3 separate regions of the Mus musculus genome follow, and all the other regions are linked to region 3. The links are chromatin contacts, called in public promoter capture Hi-C maps. All regions are on one chromosome and are shown on one strand. Each heading gives the region's core, a stretch centred on a gene start, on an enhancer-like site or on the middle of the called end of the contact. The rest is flanking DNA. Distances are from core to core; before and after follow the strand shown. Region 1 overlaps Herc3 (hect domain and RLD 3). Region 2 has its middle 45 kb from the start of Gprin3. Region 3 holds the start of Tigd2 (tigger transposable element derived 2).

Region 1 (3,784 bases), core at 1,224-3,723, 320 kb before region 3:
AGGTGGAGCCAGAACAGAGGTAGCTCTATTTTAGTATCAGGGTTTATATGTCTATGTACAGAGCCTCCTGGTCAGCATATCTAGGAAGTATTGATTTCATATTTAAGAAAGGATGTTTCTGATTCTTCAGCTCTGAACTTTACTTATCTATGGTTCCTGTTTCATATAGTTTGAAAAATGAATTTATGCCATAGGTACAACTCTGTTGCAGGCAGAGACCTTGAAGTTCATTGTTACCATAGAACCTTAAGTTTGTGAGACCCATTTCTGGGAAATGGATAACCCAGGATAAGCAGCCTTATAAGATGTGATCAATTCAATACTTACATTCAAAATATTTTGATATATTAGTATGAAAGTAAACTACACTGACCTGCATTATGTGTGCACTGACCTGCATTATATGTTCTAGACTTGGTCCCATGGACTGGAATTGTCTCTGGTGTTTCTCAGTGTAGAGAAATGTTCTAAAATCCCTCAAGGAATATAGCTCTAAAGTATCAATAGGATGAACTGTAATTATTATTGCTATTGTACGACTTCATTTAAATATGCATAAACACAAAAGGAAGTATAGTTCTTATTCATATAATATACATAAACCAAACTAAATAAGAAAACATTATGGTCAGCCAAATGCTGAGTTTCAACAGCTCAGAGTGGTGAGCTAGTGTGTCCCTGGAAGCGAATGTTCCAGCATTCTAGAGAAGGACTTTCAGCCACCAGGCGCAGGCTTCATTCTCCCACAGGCCTTCTAGAATGATTCAGCGCTTTTTCTCCCTCTGCTGTTAGATCTTATTCACGGAGCAAGCTAGTATTAGTATCCTTAGTAACTGCAGCATCTACCAAGCAACAATTTCTTTTTCTTTTCTCAGTGTTCTCACACAGTTGAATGTTTATAACCCGCCCACGCAGTCATTAACAGATAAGTGTAAATTGTGTGATTACACACAGGTAAGAAGAGATCTTTCAGAATGTTTTTATTTTGTTCAGAGAATCATTTTGAGAACACAGAACATTCTAGGAGACATTAAAGCAACAGCAGCGTAGCCCACTCAGGTCTCTTAGCATGAATTTTGCTCATTGTTTTCTTTTCAAGATGATCTTAATTGCTCATTTTTGTGTTTCTGTTAAAGATATTTACTACATAATGTCATGAGCACAGCGTGCTAGAAACATAGATGGATATGTTTGTGTCTTACTGCAGTATCAGTTTATTAAAAAACAGTGAATTCACATTTACTAGTTATTTTCCACATTGCTGTGACTATAAGCCTGAAAAAAAAAAAGCAATTTAAAGAGGTTCAGAGGGATGCAGTCGCTCATGGGGGATGAGGCATAGCAACGGGAGCAGCCGAATTCATGGTATCTTTCAGGAGTTTAGTCACTCAGATAGCTCTCTTTCTCTCCCTCCTCTCTCCCCTATCCCATCCCATCCCTTCCCTCCCCTCCCCTACCCCTGCCCTCCCCTCTCCTCCCCTCCACCCCTACCTTCTCTGAGTAAGAGGATCATAAGCATGCATCACCATGCTCAGTCTATATAGTGCTGGGAATCAAACTGAAGGTTTTATATGTGTAAGGCATGCACTCCACTAACTGTTCTACCCCCTTAATCTGGCATTCTCTTTATTCTGGCCAGGAACCCAGCCCATAGGATGATGTTTCACACTTCCCTGGTGATTAATTTCCCCTTTTAACACCCTTACCAATATATCCAAAATGCTTTTCAGAAGATTATAAATTGACCATATGAGCTAGCTATCACAATAGCTGGCCATTAGAAAATTACAAGCTCTTTTGTGCTAGTCTTAATTATTAGTCTTACCTGTGAAACCCTAGGTTATATTTCACACAGTATACACACAGGTTACACCTTGTCTACAGAAGAGTTCAAGAAGCCGGAGTTCAGAGGCCATGTGAAAAGCAGCTGCTCCCAGGGCTGCTGAGTCCAGAGGGACTGCTATTGGAGGCCAGCAGAACTGAGCCATAGGATCAAAATTGAGAGATAGCATCGAGTTTATCTGCAGGGCTATAGATTCATCAATGTGAGATACAGGATTTGGTTCAGATAGATGTACTAGTACATAGACAAATGGATAGAGGGTTGGATGGACAGGTAACAAGTCAAATGGACCATGTTGGCTGAGCTGAAGCCCCAGGGACACCTGGTGTCTGCTGCCTGTCAGTCAGTCCCTTGAAATGTTCACAGGCTGCTCAGTGACTGGACCCTTTTACTACCTTATAGTTAAATATCCTTCTTTCTGTGGGGTCCAGGCAAGTATGGTGCCCTTTAGTTGGTTTGTGGTGTCTCTTGGGCCTGGTTTTCTACATATGGGTTTAATTCCACCATGTGCTTGTGTTCATAGTCTGTATTGATAAGTGCCATCTACTTACAGTCTACACCCCATGGTCAGTGCTGGACAGGTATGGCATGGTTTTGCAGACATGTTGCATTGTCACTGTTGTCCTGCCTGTGTTTACAACACTCAGCGTGGAGCCAGCTGGTGTTGTGTAATAGGGCATAACCTGAAAGCCACTGTTGCTCACCATTTGGAGGAATTTAATGAAGTATACTGCCTGATATAAACAAATAACATTTTGGGGGGGTGGGAGGGAGTTCTCCTCACTTTCCTGAAATAAAACTGTACTGTATTTGTTACAAACATTTCATTGTGGATGAACTTGTTTTCTATGACTCTTCTCAAATTTAGAATCATTCCCAATTTGTAGAGAAGCTTTTAAGGGCAAAATACTTCAGTCTAATGCATTTATTATTGTTTGGTTCCTCTAAGCATGTATGCAGGAGACCGATAAAGTGTTACTTGCATTCCAGATTCAGCAGCCCTAATCTAGAATCCAAGTGTTATCTTCACAATTGCTCTGTAGCCCAGGCTGGCCCTCAGCTGGCAGTTCTCCCACCTCAGCCTCACAGCTGCTAGGTCATAGGCATGTGCCACGCAGCCTAGTGGAATTAGATTTCCTATAAAGAGAACTCAATCCTGTGAAGTATGAAAATGGCCCTTAAAAGTCTTTTACTTCTTTAAGAAATTGTTTTTGCTATTTTTTTCTGTCTTTACCCATCAAAGCATGTTTTCTTTCCTCATTAAAACATTGTCATCTATTGAAATGTATTAAGAATAACCAGATAATGTAAAAAGATTTGCTATGTATATTTTATATTTGGGGAGGGGTAAAATTACGCTTTTTATAATTCAAGTAATAATTGTCTTTTCTGTTCTTTACACAGAAGGCTAGACCCTCTATCATGCAGGTAAATAATGCCTTTTGCCTGTATGTATGTATGTATTTCCAGTGTTCTTTCTCTTTAGATACTGTAATAACACTAACGATGTGTTTTCTTGTAGGATGCTGTAACCCTTTGTTCCTATCCTTTCATCTTTGATGCCCAAGCTAAGACCAAGATGCTGCAGACTGATGCCGAGTTACAGATGCAGGTGGCTTGTTCAGAATTGCCCTCTCCTTTTACCATTCTTTTCATTGTCCACCTTCCAGAGTGAAGTTTTATTATGACATTAAAGAGTCATATTTTTTAATAATGCCGTTATTTTATTTTTTGAGAAATGCTCAAATTGTAGTCTAGGCTTCTTTTGGAAAAATTCTGTTTAGAAATGGATCATATTGTCACACACACACATAATTTTATATATATGTAAATTGTGTGTGGTGTGTGGTGTGTGTGTGTGTGTGTGTGTGTGATTATACTTTGTTCTTTGCCTTTCCATTATCCTCTATCTCCCTCTGAGACACACTCTTACTGGTCTGC
Region 2 (3,880 bases), core at 798-3,297, 260 kb after region 3:
TTCTCAGCCAATTGCAGACTAGGACATGCTGTCTTCAGACATTTCTTTTATCATTTTATATATCACAGCAAAGAGAAACTCCATTTTTTTCCCACTAGCTACAAGAAAAGTTTGGGAGATAAATTCTTAATATCTTGCCATGTTACATAACTGTTTTGTAACCAGTCAGTCTGTGTCATAGAAATGCAAAGCTTTGCATTTTTTTATTTTTCTCAATCAAAAAGCCTAGACCTGAGGCTGGGGATAGAGCTGAGCCATTAGGGTGTTTGTTTAGCATGTGTAGATGTGAGGCCCTGGGTTCCATATTAAAGATTGTAAGGAAAAATCAAACAAACAAACAAAAAACCCCCAAAGAAACAAAGAAACTAATCCAGCTCTGTAGCCTGATGAGGGTGAATATTTAAAGGTTGTCAATCTCGGACAGGAATGGCTACCCCATGTCCTCTTTCAGCTGACCATTGATCTAGTACTAGGTGTGTACCTTTCTGTATGTAAGTGCACACATAACTGGGTAGAGGTGTTACCTATGAAAGACAGTTTGACCTAGGGCTTAAGAGCTGTTGATTTTATATAAGACCAGCTTGGTTAACCAAGAAAGGGTAGTAGAACTGTGGGAAGCACTCAGTGAGTGACTTAGAGACAAGAGGACATCATGGCAATGAGGTCTCTAGTAAATTAAGCTTTGTGTTTTCAAGCTATATTCAAGAGTATGAATGTGATGGGAGAGGCTAGGATGAAAACTGCCATTTTACTTCAAAAGACACACACTTTCTACCCATTATACCTGGAACCCCAATCCCGTTCTAAATTTAATTTGCTGAAGGAAAAGTGTCTGACTGCCTTTTTGAAATTATTGTTATTTAGAAGGAGTTTTCAATAGTGTAAGCTTGCAAAGTGTGGAGAGTGCTTGTAAGTTGTGGAGAGTAATTTCCAGGAACCTTTCTTTCCATGTCAGAAACATTCTTTTTAACTGGGGTCTTAATCCTGCCTCTTTCTTCAAGTCTGACAGCTTCCTGGCTTGTGCAGTTAACTCTAATTAAGTTTCCACTTCCAGTAAGTAAATCCTGTTGCTACATGCTCCTTACTTTGGAAATAAATCACTCTCTTTTTATTTATTTGATTTATATATTTTTATTTCTAGAAAATATTCGTGTTATTCTTTATCATGAATTTCTGTGACAAAAAGTGTTTCTCCCATTTGGAAAGATGGAATGGCCTTTTCACAACAGAGTGTCAATTAGGTGGCATCAGCTTAGATGACTGGAACAGGCTTCTCCTGAAGGTGTTGAGAAAACAGCTATTAAAGTCATAGTCTACCATGACCAGACAGTTCCTTGAGATCTGCACAAAGTGGAGAACTCTTTTCATCAGGGCTCCTTCATCACTGCCTGACTTAACCTGGGGAGCCCAACCCCCCAAATCATTTAGGTAAGGAATGCCCCCTAGTCCTTGATAAAATTATAGCTTTTTTTTTATAGAGAAGAACTTGCTCAGCAAACACCTAGAATGTAAACAAGAAATTCCCAGTATCTTAAGCCTAAACTAATATAAATTCACCTGTAAATTCTCTTTCTTCATGATTTATCTTGTTAACCCCAAATAAGACATATGCACAAGCGGTTTCACCATCTTCTCAGAGAGATGTAACACTGAAATCCTCAAAGAAGAAAGACACCCTCTAACTCCCCCCTGCCCCCGTCCCCATCCCCCATCCCCTGCCCACGGGCTCCAACATTTTCAGGCTCCACTTCATTACCCACAGGAAGAAATGTAATTCAGAATCACAAGAAGGTGGTACATCCTTTGAATCAAAGTTCAAAATATGGTAGGTTTCTCCTATAGCCAGGATCCACAAGTCCAGGAATCAACAGGTGAAAAGGGGAATATTTCTACTCACTATCACCCCTTGTGACCCATTAGGAAAATTTTTGCTTCCTGTTCATAAGTCTTACACTCTGTTTCCTAGAAATTTTGGTTTCAGAAGGAGGAGTGCTTCTGCCAGGAGCCTTAACAAATGTTCCACTCTACTGGAAGCTCTGACACTCCCCTATTCCCTGCCCCCACCACTTCCACTAACAGGCTAAGAAAAGAGTAACAGTGCTAGGAGGGGTGACTGATCCAGAATTCCATGGGGGAAACTGGAATGCTTCTCCACAGGGGTAAGAAAGATTATGTGTGGAGTGTAAAAGAACCTTTAGGACATCACTTCGTGCTAATGTGTCCTGTAATTAAAGTCAATGGGAAACTACAACCTAATCTAAGCAGGATGACAAAGGGCACAAATCTGTATTGTTAGGAATGAAGGTATAGGTCACTTCTCCAGGAAAAGAGCCAAGGCTTGCTGAATGCTTGCTGAGGTTGGAGGAAATGCAAAATGGGTAGTAAAGGAAGATAGTTTTAAAGACCAGCTTAGACCATGAGACCAGAAAAGAGGATTTTAATTAATGTGTTTCTGTTGTATGTTGTTAAGGGTGTGTTGCACAGATATTTGTGTTTTCTTTCCTCAATTTCTTTTTTCATGTGATATGAAATCAATGAAGAGATTATCAATGGTTATATAAAAGAATGTTTTTCAGAGGACATTGCCACCTATTCCAAATTTATATGTTTGAGGTTGTATGAGAGTTATATTAGATATAATTATGACTTATTTAAATATATAGTATATTTGAGATGGTATATAGCATAGTTATATTATTTTTAGGTATTGTCATAACTGGTTATGATTTTCATTTAGAAATTGATAAGTACATATGGAGACAAGATTGTGTGTCAAACTGACAGGAAGTAAGACTTGTGATGTCTCTTTTGGTTGTCAACTGGAATATATATAGAATTAACTAAGATCCCCAAATGAAGGCACACCTGTGAGGAAATTTTGCTTAGTTTGAATTAACAAGATCCACTTCTAAGCTGGATTTTTGAGGGAAGAAAATTCACCTTCCATCCAGATCTTTTGAATTGGGAAAACCTACCTTTAATCTGGGACACACCTTCTTCTGGAAGCCGATATAAGGACCTAGAAGAGTGAAGCTATTGCTCTTGCTTATTTGATCTTCCCTTGCTAGCAAGTTCATTCCTTCACTGGCATAAAAGCCTACTTCTTTGGCATTGTGATATACCCTGAAGATCAGATGAGTTATCTAACCTCATGAACTGAGTAACTACTGGATACTTAGATCTTCTCTTATTAGGGAGCCATTGCTGGATTAGCTGGATTGCAGCCTGTAAGTCATTCTAATAAATGGTTTTTTTTTTTAATATATAGAGAAATTAATTCTGTAAGTTTGTTTACTAAAGAACCCAGACTAATATACCATATGAATGAAATTGATTATACCTGGGAGGGTGATGTTTTAGATAGGGTTTCTATTGCTGTAATGAAAACCATGAACAAAAAGCAAGTTGGGGGGGAAAGGGTTTATTTGGCTTACTTTTCTTTTTATTGCTGTTCATCATTGCCAGGGTGAGTTTCTATCTATGGACAGGAACTCAAAGAGTGCAAGAATCTGGAGGCAGAATCTGATGCAGAAGTCACTGAGAGGTGCTACTTTCTGGCTTTCTCCTCTTGGCTTGGTTATCCTGTCTTCTTATAGAATCCAGAACAACCATCCCAAAGATGGTACCACACACAGTGTTTTGGGTTATTCCTCATCAATCACTAATTAAGATGGATCTGGTTGAGGCATTTTTTTTCAAGTGAGGTTCCTTCCTTTCAGATAACTCTAGTTTGAGTGGCAAGTTGACATATGACTAGCTAGCACAGATAACAATAAACCATGCTATCATTTCAAAAAGGAAAAACAAAGACACCAAGCACATAGGTTTATTGCTACAGATAACTTAAAAATCAGTGCTATGCATCAAGCTCAAGGTCCAC
Region 3 (4,022 bases), core at 711-3,210:
TGTGGAAAGACAATACATGTCTAAGCTTTTGACATAGCATGCCCATGACAGTTCATGTGTGTGCACATGTGTGTGTGCTGCAGTTGTAACATTCCAGTTTGGCACTACCACTGTCATCTTGAAGAAAGCAGCTGAGGTTCAGACTATGTTATTCGTTCATAGAGAGAAGGAGATGCTCACCAGGCTCATAAGGCACCCACAAAATAGGGCTCTATTAATATTCCCTCATGGAGGGCGTGGGTAGTTCATGTGGTCACAGGTCTTGTAGGGTTCTAGAGGCTTGACAGCCTTTATGATATCGGCATCTGGCTTTTGTTCTTCATGAGGTTACAGAAGGGGTAAACAATTGACTGGGGGTAGATTCTACAAATACTCATCAAACACACTATGGAGAAGGAAATTAGCTTCCAAAAGTGGGATGGGCAAGCAAGGCAGGATTTTTTTTTCATTTTTTCTTCTTTAATACCATAGGCCACAGTGACCCCAGGAGGCTGGAAGAGAGGAAAGCCAGGCAAACTTCCGTTTGGCTAAGAACAGCCTGATTTCTATGAGGTTGGCAGTCTGAAAGCTAGTTCTCCTCTGTTAAGGAATGAACAGGTGCGAGTGTTTTTGCGCACTCCTTAAGAACGAGAAGGGAGAAGGGAAGTTTTTAAAAGCAATATGAATGAAATTGTTCTTTACTAGGAATGGTCATTTGGAACCACTCAGATTGCTTCCTTGTAAGCTTGAAGCGGGTGAGAGTTATGGGAAGTCTACTTTCAGGCAAAACTAGGGCTTGTCCAAAGTCATCCATAGGACAGCAGAGATAGATCAAAGATCAAAGGATTTCCATCCAGCAGGCCAGAGAGTGGAAGGGTGGGACTCTGAGAATAGCAGCACAGAGAAGGCTTGGGAGACAAAAGAGGGCCAGTAATCAACATTCTTTCTCTGCAGAGTGAATGAATGCTTGGTTTGATTTCCCTCTCTCCTGGTGCTAGAATTCTAGAGAAACAAACAAATAAACAACCTCTTCTGAAACAGAATAATCCACATTAGGTTGTAGTTTGTGGAAGAAGGATTTAAAAACAACACCACCTAAAAAACTATTATGCAAGAGAGGGGCTCTACGCTGGGACTGGATACAGGTGGAAGTCTTGAAATTCCCCTTTGACAGCAGGAAGTGGTCCTTATATTCCTGCACCAGCATTAAGGTCATCAGTGCCGACCGTCATGCTGGCTGGCCTCTGGTATCCGGCTCTGTGTTGCCGCAGCCGCAGAAGAGGGCAAAGAGGCTCTGTGCACTCCCTGGGCCTTTTTATTTTTACATTTGATAACTAGATTTAAGAAAAATAACAAGTATCAAGTACAACCTTTAATCTCTTAAATTTCACAGTAGGTATTCCAAATATTTGATTTTTGGCTTTTGGTAATTATATAATTTTTCAAAAAACAAAACAAAACAAAACAAAACACCACAGTGGATTTAAGACTATTCATTTAATAATTTAACTTCATAAAACATCAATACTAAATTGTAACATTGTAAACATGATTAAAATATATCTTAAGCTACTGAAGAAAGAAAAAAGAAAAAAACAACATGATCCTCAAAACAGCACAACTCTCACTTCCTTGGACACAAATATAGGAAAATTACCCAAATGATACTAACAGAACAACCTGTTAGTTAGAAGATAACAGAAGAGAGTCCTTGAGGGAAGATTCCTGGAAGGTTACAGCTGTAAACTCATTAGGGCCTTAAAATATTCCCTGAGTCTTACCAGAAAGAAAACCTTGCTATTATTCCCTTCTCATCTGCAAAGTCCGGCCACCTAGAATCACCCTGCGTCGCCCTCTGCTGGTCTCAGCCGTGAGCCACACGCTGGGTGTCCGGAGGCGGAGCATTGGCCAAGCCCCGCCCCTCCCCCAGAAGCCGCGCCCCCGTCAGCGGGCTCGCCCGCGCATCCCGCCCCTCGCCGACAACACGTTCCTGCGGGGGCGCGCGCGCGCACCTAATCCCCTGCCTTCCGGCTCGGCCGCGCAGCTCCGTTGCGCGCTCGCTCTGCGGTGGCTGGCGGGGTCGACTTCGCTGGGGACTTCCTCTGCTGGCTCTGCGTTCTGGCCGGTCAGGCGGAGCGATGCCCGCACCCTGCTTCCCGGCGTCCCGCGCGCCTGGTGACCAGTCGCTCGCTGTAGGGCTGCGGCCGTGACCCTCTGCCTCCGACTTTCACCCAGCGTCCGGCTCGGAGCTTGCTGGCCGGCGGTCTCGGAGAGGCCCTGGTAGTGTCAGGAGGTAGGCTCTCAGCTCCCGGGTGGTGCCTGCGAGCGTTATTTGTCTATTACCTGTCAGGTTGATAGGTGGCAATGTCCTAGACACAGTTGCAGGGGTAGGTATGAGTTATACGGTGGACTGATACTGAAAGGAAAACGTGTTTGGTATTTTCCTATAGGTTTCAAAGGCTCGAGTACCTCTACCACCCCAGCAGCTACTTCTGTGGTCATGGAGATCTTCTTGCACCAGGATTACTGTATGGTCTTCACCCAGCCTACCACCCCCTAGTTGCAGCCTTGGGTCCTGATTTCCACCAATGAAGTTTTTTATCCTTTCTTGAATCATGTGACATCACTTGTCCGCTGTTTCCCTTTCAGTTGCCATTAGCAATAAGTTCTTTTTGGTTTAAAGTACTGAGTTGTTTGCCTGTCCACTTACATTCTAAGAGGTGAGACAGCTCACCTCTGCTCGCTGTGACTTTCATAGGTACTCATCAAGAGTCCTTGCCTTGAAGAGAGCGTTCACTCACTTGGCTGTCTGACACAGACATCAACAGTCAGGCTGTGAGGCTTCCTGCTCCGTGTTTCTGTCTGTTAAGTGTGCAAGCCCGAGTAAAACTGTTTTCTTGAACGTAGCATAAGAAAAAAAGAAAAAGAAAAAAAGACCCATGGTAATGGCAAAAATTGATCATCATGAGAATGTTTTAGAAACCTCGGTAGGACAATATTGATTCAACTTAGAGCTTTCAGTAAGGCTGCAATTTAATGAAAAGAGCAAGGAGGAAGAAGAGAAACAAGGGTTATCTGGAGCTATTCGTTGTCATAGGAACAGGTTAAGTTCTAAAATGCAAAGGGAAAAACTCGGACTTTCGTTGAAAATTGTTATAACATCCAAGTCTTAGGGAACAGCTGAGGACTCTTAAGCCTCCATTTTCTGGTCTCTTTGTGTTCAAATCTAAGTTGTTAATTGTCTAAAATAATTAGACTAAAATGTTGGGGAAACGTAAACGTGTGGTCCTGACAATTAAAGACAAACTTGACATTATTAAGAAGCTTGAAGAAGGCAACTCCTTCAAAAAACTTTCTGTCCTGTATGGAATTGGTGAATCCACAGTTCGTGACATTAAAAAAAACAAAGAGAGAATTATAAACTATGCCAACAGTTCAGACCCAACTAGTGGGGTGTCCAAGCGTAAATCCATGAAGTCGTCAACGTATGAGGAGCTTGACAGAGTGATGATAGAATGGTTTAATCAACAGAAAACAGATGGCATTCCAGTGTCTGGAACGATCTGTGCAAAGCAGGCTAGGTTCTTCTTCGATGCATTGGGCATGGAGGGTGATTTTAATGCCTCTTCTGGCTGGCTTACTAGGTTTAAGCAGCGCCACGGTATTCCAAAGGCTGCAGGGAAAGGCACAAAATTAAAAGGGGATGAAACTGCTGCCAGTGAATTTTGTGGTAACTTTCAGGAATTTGTGGAAAGAGAAAATCTCCTACCAGAACAGATTTATGGTGCTGACCAAACTGGATTGTTCTGGAAATGTCTACCAACGAGGACATTGGCTTTTGACACGGACCAGAGTACTTGTGAATATAGGACAAGCAGAGAAAGAATCATTATTATGTGTTGTGCAAATGCCACAGGTTCACACAAGCTTAATCTCTGTGTTGTGGGGAAAGCAAAAAGACCCCGTGCATTCAAAGGTACTGACCTTTCAAACCTCCCTGTCACTTACTTCAGTCAAAAAAGTGCATGGATCGAGCCATCTGT

The links. Promoter capture Hi-C pulls out the DNA fragments that hold promoters and counts their contacts.
Region 1: a contact with region 3 is called in a promoter capture Hi-C map of liver. The contact joins the enhancer-like site here to the promoter of Tigd2 in region 3. A contact is called at or near these places in 12 of 39 promoter capture datasets (the 3T3-L1 cell line, 3T3-L1-derived adipocytes, the C10 cell line and 7 more), 3 of 115 datasets of contacts at active chromatin or transcription factors (embryonic stem cells and memory CD8 T cells) and 3 of 9 other capture datasets (adipose tissue, embryonic stem cells and liver).
Region 2: a contact with region 3 is called in a promoter capture Hi-C map of 3T3-L1-derived adipocytes, with 3 times the contacts expected there. The contact joins the enhancer-like site here to the promoter of Tigd2 in region 3. A contact is called at or near these places in 11 of 39 promoter capture datasets (the 3T3-L1 cell line, 3T3-L1-derived adipocytes, the C10 cell line and 5 more), 3 of 484 Hi-C or Micro-C datasets (the 3T3-L1 cell line, the HL-1 cell line and Th1 cells), 2 of 115 datasets of contacts at active chromatin or transcription factors (large pre-B cells and memory CD8 T cells) and 2 of 9 other capture datasets (adipose tissue and embryonic stem cells).

The regions. Positions count from the first base shown.
Region 1 is chr6:58,881,703-58,885,486 of GRCm38.p6, forward strand. It overlaps Herc3 (hect domain and RLD 3), which reads left to right. Exons shown (of 26, transcript NM_001361966.1): 17 at 3,248-3,271; 18 at 3,366-3,455. Among named protein-coding and RNA genes, the nearest start is that of Nap1l5, 24 kb to the right of the region's middle. Within about 2 kb of position 2,474, at least 6 of the 459 cell types and tissues checked have an H3K27ac peak or open chromatin away from gene starts, as enhancers often do. A contact at or near this core is called in liver, where this site is marked.
Region 2 is chr6:59,469,259-59,473,138 of GRCm38.p6, forward strand. No RefSeq gene overlaps it. Among named protein-coding and RNA genes, the nearest start is that of Gprin3, 45 kb to the left of the region's middle. Within about 2 kb of position 2,048, at least 1 of the 459 cell types and tissues checked has an H3K27ac peak or open chromatin away from gene starts, as enhancers often do. A contact at or near this core is called in 3T3-L1-derived adipocytes, where this site is marked.
Region 3 is chr6:59,206,910-59,210,931 of GRCm38.p6, forward strand. Tigd2 (tigger transposable element derived 2) reads left to right here and starts at 1,961. Exons shown (of 2, transcript NM_001081145.1): 1 at 1,961-2,272; 2 at 2,430-4,022. The coding sequence starts at 3,241.